2 separate regions of the Pan troglodytes genome follow, and region 2 is linked to region 1. A link is a contact called in public Hi-C data. All regions are on one chromosome and are shown on one strand. The core of a region is the stretch at or near the end of the contact, and the rest is flanking DNA. Distances in the headings are between cores, read along the strand shown.

Region 1 (2,533 bases), core at 11-2,510:
CTTTTTGTGGTGGTCAATAATGGTCTTTCATTTCCCTGTTTACCACTCCCTTAAAAACCTCTCCTAAGGCAAGTCTGGTGGTAATGAATTCCCTTAGCATTTGCTTGTCTGAAAAGGATTTTATTTCTCCTTCACTTATGAAGCTTCATTTGGCTGGATATGAAATTCTTGGTTGGAATTTCTTTTCTTTAAGGCTGCTGACTATTAGCCCCAAGTTTTTCTGGCTTGTAGGATTTCTGTTGAAAGGTCCATTGTTAGCCTGATGGGGTTCCCTTTGTTGGTGACTTGCCCCTTCTCTCTAGCTGCCTTTAACATTTTTTCTTTCATGTTGACCTTGAAGAATCTAATGACTATGTGTCTTCAGGATGATAGCCTTGAATAGTACCTTGCAGGGCTTCTCTAAATTTCCTGAATTTGAATGTCAACCTTTCTAGTAAGGTTGGGGAAATTTTCATGGTTAATATTCCCAAATATGTTTTCCAAGCTGCTTTCTCTCTCTTCTTCTCTTTCAATGGGTCATTGATTTGGTCTCTTTACATAATCCCATATTACTCAGAGGTTTTGCTTATTCAAAAAAATTCCTTATTTTTGTCTGATTGAATAATTTGAAGAACTGATTGTCAAGCTCTGAGATTGTTTCTTCAGCTTGGTTTATTATACTGTTAATACTTCTGATTGTATTATAAGATTCTTGTAGTGAGTTTTTCAGCTCTATCAGCTCAGTTTGCTTCCCTATATGGCTATTTCATCTTTCATCTCTTGAATCATTTTACTGGATTTCTTAGATTCCTTGGAATGGATTTCAACTCTCTACTGAATCTCAATGATCTTCATTGCCATCCAGATTCTGAATTCTATGTCTGTCATTTCAGCCATTTCATTCTGGTTAAGAACTATTGCTGGGGAGCTAGTGCAGTCATTTGGAGGTAAGCAAACACTATGGCTTTTAGAGTTGCCTGAGTTCTTGTACTGGTTCTTTCTCATCTGTGTGCTGATGTTCCTTAACTGTGGTGTAATTTCAATATAGCCAGTTGGATTTGTTTCTGGATGTTTTCAGAGGGCTGAGGCTTTGTGCAGGGTGTTTATTTGGGGCTGGATTTTTGTCCTTGGTTTCACAGGGTCTACTAACAGAAGCATTTTTGATGTTGAAGTTTGAGCTGTGATCCAGTAGATGGCGCTAACCATAGGGCCGGTAGCTCTTAGCCACATGGCTCCTCTTTCATTTCCTCACACAGGCAGCCATGCTCCCTGTCAGCGCTCTCTGAATGTGGGCTCCTCTTCCACTTGAGTGCTGGCCACAGATCTCGGCTTGGCACTCCAGGCCTGCACAACACAGCTTTGTGGCATGCTCAGGCTTTTTGTTCCCTCCCCAGCTTGGGGGCAGCAGGGGCAGGAACCTTGGCAGTGGCAATGGTAGAGGGCCTTTCACTCGTCTCTTGGGGCTCTGCCCCAGAGAAACGCAGGGCCACTGCCAATCAGAACAATCAGCCCAAGGTGAGGAGGCTGCACTGTGGGCTCAAGTCTGGGATCCCTGCTTGGTGAAGAGCAGGGGGATGGAGGGCCCATGGGGAAGAGTCTGACTTCTTCTCTTCAGGGCGGCTATGGCGTGCTGGAGGTGTGAGTAAAGCACTCAGGCTATTTTTTCCTTCCCCAGCCTGATGGCAGGAAGGGCAGATACTGCTACCGTAACAGAGGGGCTGTCAGTTGCCTGCAGAAGCTCCACCCTAGAAAAACACAAACCTACTGCAGGCTGTGCTACAGGCCCAAGCTGGGGGCCCTACCTGGTGAAAAGCAGTGGGTTGAGGGATTATAGGAAAGAGAGACTGGGCTCCTCCACATATGGGAGCTGCCAGCAAAGCAATTAGGCTCTTTGTTCCTTCCCCAGCCAGAGGGCAGCAAAGGTGGGTACCACTGCAGTGGCAATGGCAGACAGCCTGTGGATGGTCTCAGGGATTTCCTCCTCAGAGAAATGCAGAGCTGCAACGGATTGAAGTGATCAGGCAGGGCCTGGGAAGCTGTGCTGGGGGCCCAGGTCTGGAGGCCCCTAATGTACTGTTGATATTAAAAACTTTGTCAGAGGCCAGGAGCAGTGGCTCATGCCTGCAATTCCAGCACTTTGGGAGGGTAAGGCCAGATAATTGCTTGAGGCCAGGAGTTTGAGACCAGCATGGGCATCAAAGTGAGACCCCCATCTTTACAAAACAAATAAATTAGCCAGACATGGTGGCATGGACCTGTAGTCCTAGCTGCTCAGGAGGCTGAGATAGGATGATCACTTATACCCAGGAGTTTGAGGTTACGGTGAGCTATGATAGCACCACTGTGCTCCAGCCTGGGCAACAGAGCGAGACCTGTCTCTAAGAAGAAAACAAACCAAAACAAACAAATAACAAAAAAAAGTTTGTCAGAATTATAAACCAATCCACTTAAACAAAATTATTCACTGTTCCTCATCCTAAATATTATGTAGGAATAATATTAGCTTATCAAATTAAATCTGTATAAGAAATGTCAGAAATTCAAAGTAGCAATT
Region 2 (2,533 bases), core at 20-2,519, 61 kb after region 1:
GAACTTTCCGTCTTAACCTTATTAAGAGCTAAAAGGCATCCCCCAATTTCCGGGTGGCATTTGACTTTTGTGAACTTATATGCAGTATCTTTTGTTTGACACATGGTTCCCTCTGATTTTTCTTAGATGGTAGTAACACGAAAGGAAAATTCCTAACCAGTGCGCAAGAAAGAAGAAAATCAACCATGCATAACACTGATTTTAGATAATATCTTATCCATAAACCAACAGAGAAAATGCCTTCTGAATTTGTAGCTTCTCCTCTTAAACCTAAGGAAAATAAACTGAATATTTGTTGCCTTTGCCGGGGTGGGGGGGCGAGAAGGGGGCCAGGAGAGACGTGAAAGCCCAGGAGCCCTTCTTCAACAGCATCAACTCTTGTGTACTCCAACTTACTTTTTTTGAGGGGGTGGGCATCGTTCGAGGTCTCTGCCAGGGGGTGTCTGTTTTTCACCCTTTGAGGTGCCTATTGTGCTGTCTTGAGAACGAGGAGAGGTGGGTGAGGAGGGGGTAAGAAAGGATGCTGCTTGCGGCTCCAACTGCCTCCGAACACAAAGTCGGGAGGCGAGGGATCCGCGCGGATGTCTCGGGGGCCAGCGGGCGCCCGGGCCGCGCGCTCGGATCGCAGCCTCGGCCCCGGGGTGCGGGCGGGACGCGGGCTGCGCGGAGTTAGGCCCGGACAGAGCCCCATGGCCTCCCGGCGGCCGGGCACGGGGCCCCGCGCACCTCACTCACCCCGGTTCCCCCAATCCGGCACCCTTCTCGGTTACCTCGAACTCTCTTCAGCGAAATGGGATCCTTCTCCTGTTCTGCTGACATTACAGACCGCAAAGCATGACTCCCCCCCAGGCCGCGGGAATTCGGTCTCTTTGATGCTGCGGCGGCGGCTCCTCCTCCTCGCGGGGCCGCTGCGGCTGCGAGGCAAGCCTCGGAGCCGAGGCACGGCCGAGGGCGGTGGGGACGCGGGCCGACTTTGCAAAGTTTGGGAGGAGGACGAGGCCTCGGGGCGGCGGGGCGGCGTGCGGGCACCGGCGGGGCTCAGCGGCGGTGGCCGGGAGCGCGGCCTGGGGGCGGTCCCCCACCCGGGGCCGGCATGTGCTGAGGGCGAGTGCGCCGCCGCCGCCGCCTCCTCCCACTCCTTCTTCTTCGCCGCCGCCTCAGGAGCCGCTGACAGGGGAAGCAGGAGGCTGGCGGCCCGGCCCTGGCGGCACACTCACAGCGCCCTCTGAGGAGGAGGTCTGCTCTCTCGCCGCTCCCGAGTCGCAGACACAAAAGCCCCCAGACTGGAGCCGCCTGTAAAACCCGCTCTGGGGCGGGCGAGGGACGTGGCGCGGCCCCGCGGCTTCCCCGCCCTGAGCTCCCCAGCCCCGCGCGGGGACGGGCTTCGGGGGGCGGGGGCCGCTGCCTCGTCCCGCGGCGCCTCCCGCCACCGCCGCCGCCTCGCGCTCCGCCTCGGCCCAGCCCCCACGGCCCGCGCGCGCCTCTTGCTCCAAGCCGGGGCTCGCGGGCCCGCGGCTCTTGCAGCGCGGGTGGGCAGCGCGCGCCTAGGGGCCGCCCCGCCCCGCGCCCGGCGCTCCCTCGCCGACCGCCAGGCCCGAGAACGCCCGACCCCGCGGCCGACGCTACCGGGCCCAGCTTTCGCAAGGAAAGGGCATCTCCGAACTTCGTCGGAGGCCACAGCAGCAGGCATCTCGGCCTCGCAGCTAGGGATCGGAAAGATGAACGTACCATGCGAGGAAACTTTGTAAGCGGGAGCTGGAGAGTTCTCGGCGGGCATGTGGGGATCCAGATTCCCCGACTCCGTGTCCGCGTGGCCGTGGTGTGGACACCTGTTTGTGGAATGCTTCCACTTGGTATTTTAACGACTTGACTCTTCAAGAAAGAGCGACGTAGAATAAATACCAGAAAGGACGGTGGGCGGGGGAGGGGGGAGCGTGGGTAGAAGCGGTGACGCGGCTGGATCTCATTTAGACGTTAAATTTTAGGAGGAACACCCCCAGTGTGATTGTAAATTAGATGTGATCACCGGTCCACATTCTTCAGTTGGGCTGTGTGACCGGAGGCGACTTAGGTAACCTCTCTGGGTCTCAGTTTTCTTGTCTATAAAAGGCAGTGGGGCTACATCTCGAAGGTCTCTTCTAGCTCCGACATTGTTTAACGTACTTCTACGAAATTGTTTTCCCTGTTTTTGTTTTTGTTTTGCTAGGTTTTCTGGTTATCCACTGGGCTTATTTTGATGTAGGAATCACCGAAAAGCACTCATGAAGCGTGGGAGGACACAGAACTAGCTACAGACAGGAGTCTCGTCCTTCCGGAGACAGACACCCAACTCATTCAGCTGCACAGTGTCACAGAGAACAGATGTTAACATGAAGCCAATGTACAGCCTCAACAGCTGCATACCAGACAATTGCCACAGCGGCTGATCGTCGTTAAGACATAGCGTGGCCCGAGGCAAATGTTACCCTTTATCTAATAAGGGTGGTCTGGAATTATGGAATTCCTGATTCGAAGAGTCAGACTAGGACAGGCT

What was found. Hi-C and Micro-C count contacts between places; a contact is called where the count stands out from the background.
Region 2: a Hi-C map of stem cell-derived neural progenitor cells shows a contact between it and region 1, with 1.7 times the contacts expected there. The contact joins the promoter of PYGO1 here to the enhancer-like site in region 1. A contact is called at or near these places in 2 of 7 Hi-C or Micro-C datasets (induced pluripotent stem cells and stem cell-derived neural progenitor cells).

Annotation. Positions count from the first base shown.
Region 1 is chr16:47,542,616-47,545,148 of NHGRI_mPanTro3-v2.0_pri, forward strand. No RefSeq gene overlaps it. Among named protein-coding and RNA genes, the nearest start is that of DNAAF4, 28 kb to the left of the region's middle. Within about 2 kb of position 1,261, at least 3 of the 24 cell types and tissues checked have an H3K27ac peak or open chromatin away from gene starts, as enhancers often do. A contact at or near this core is called in stem cell-derived neural progenitor cells, where this site is marked.
Region 2 is chr16:47,603,822-47,606,354 of NHGRI_mPanTro3-v2.0_pri, forward strand. It overlaps PYGO1 (pygopus family PHD finger 1), which reads right to left and starts at 1,270. Exons shown (of 4, transcript XM_016928270.4): 1 at 771-1,270. The coding sequence starts at 819. LOC134808529 (a long non-coding RNA gene) reads left to right here and starts at 1,607. Exons shown (of 2, transcript XR_010151700.1): 1 at 1,607-1,744; 2 at 2,207-2,533.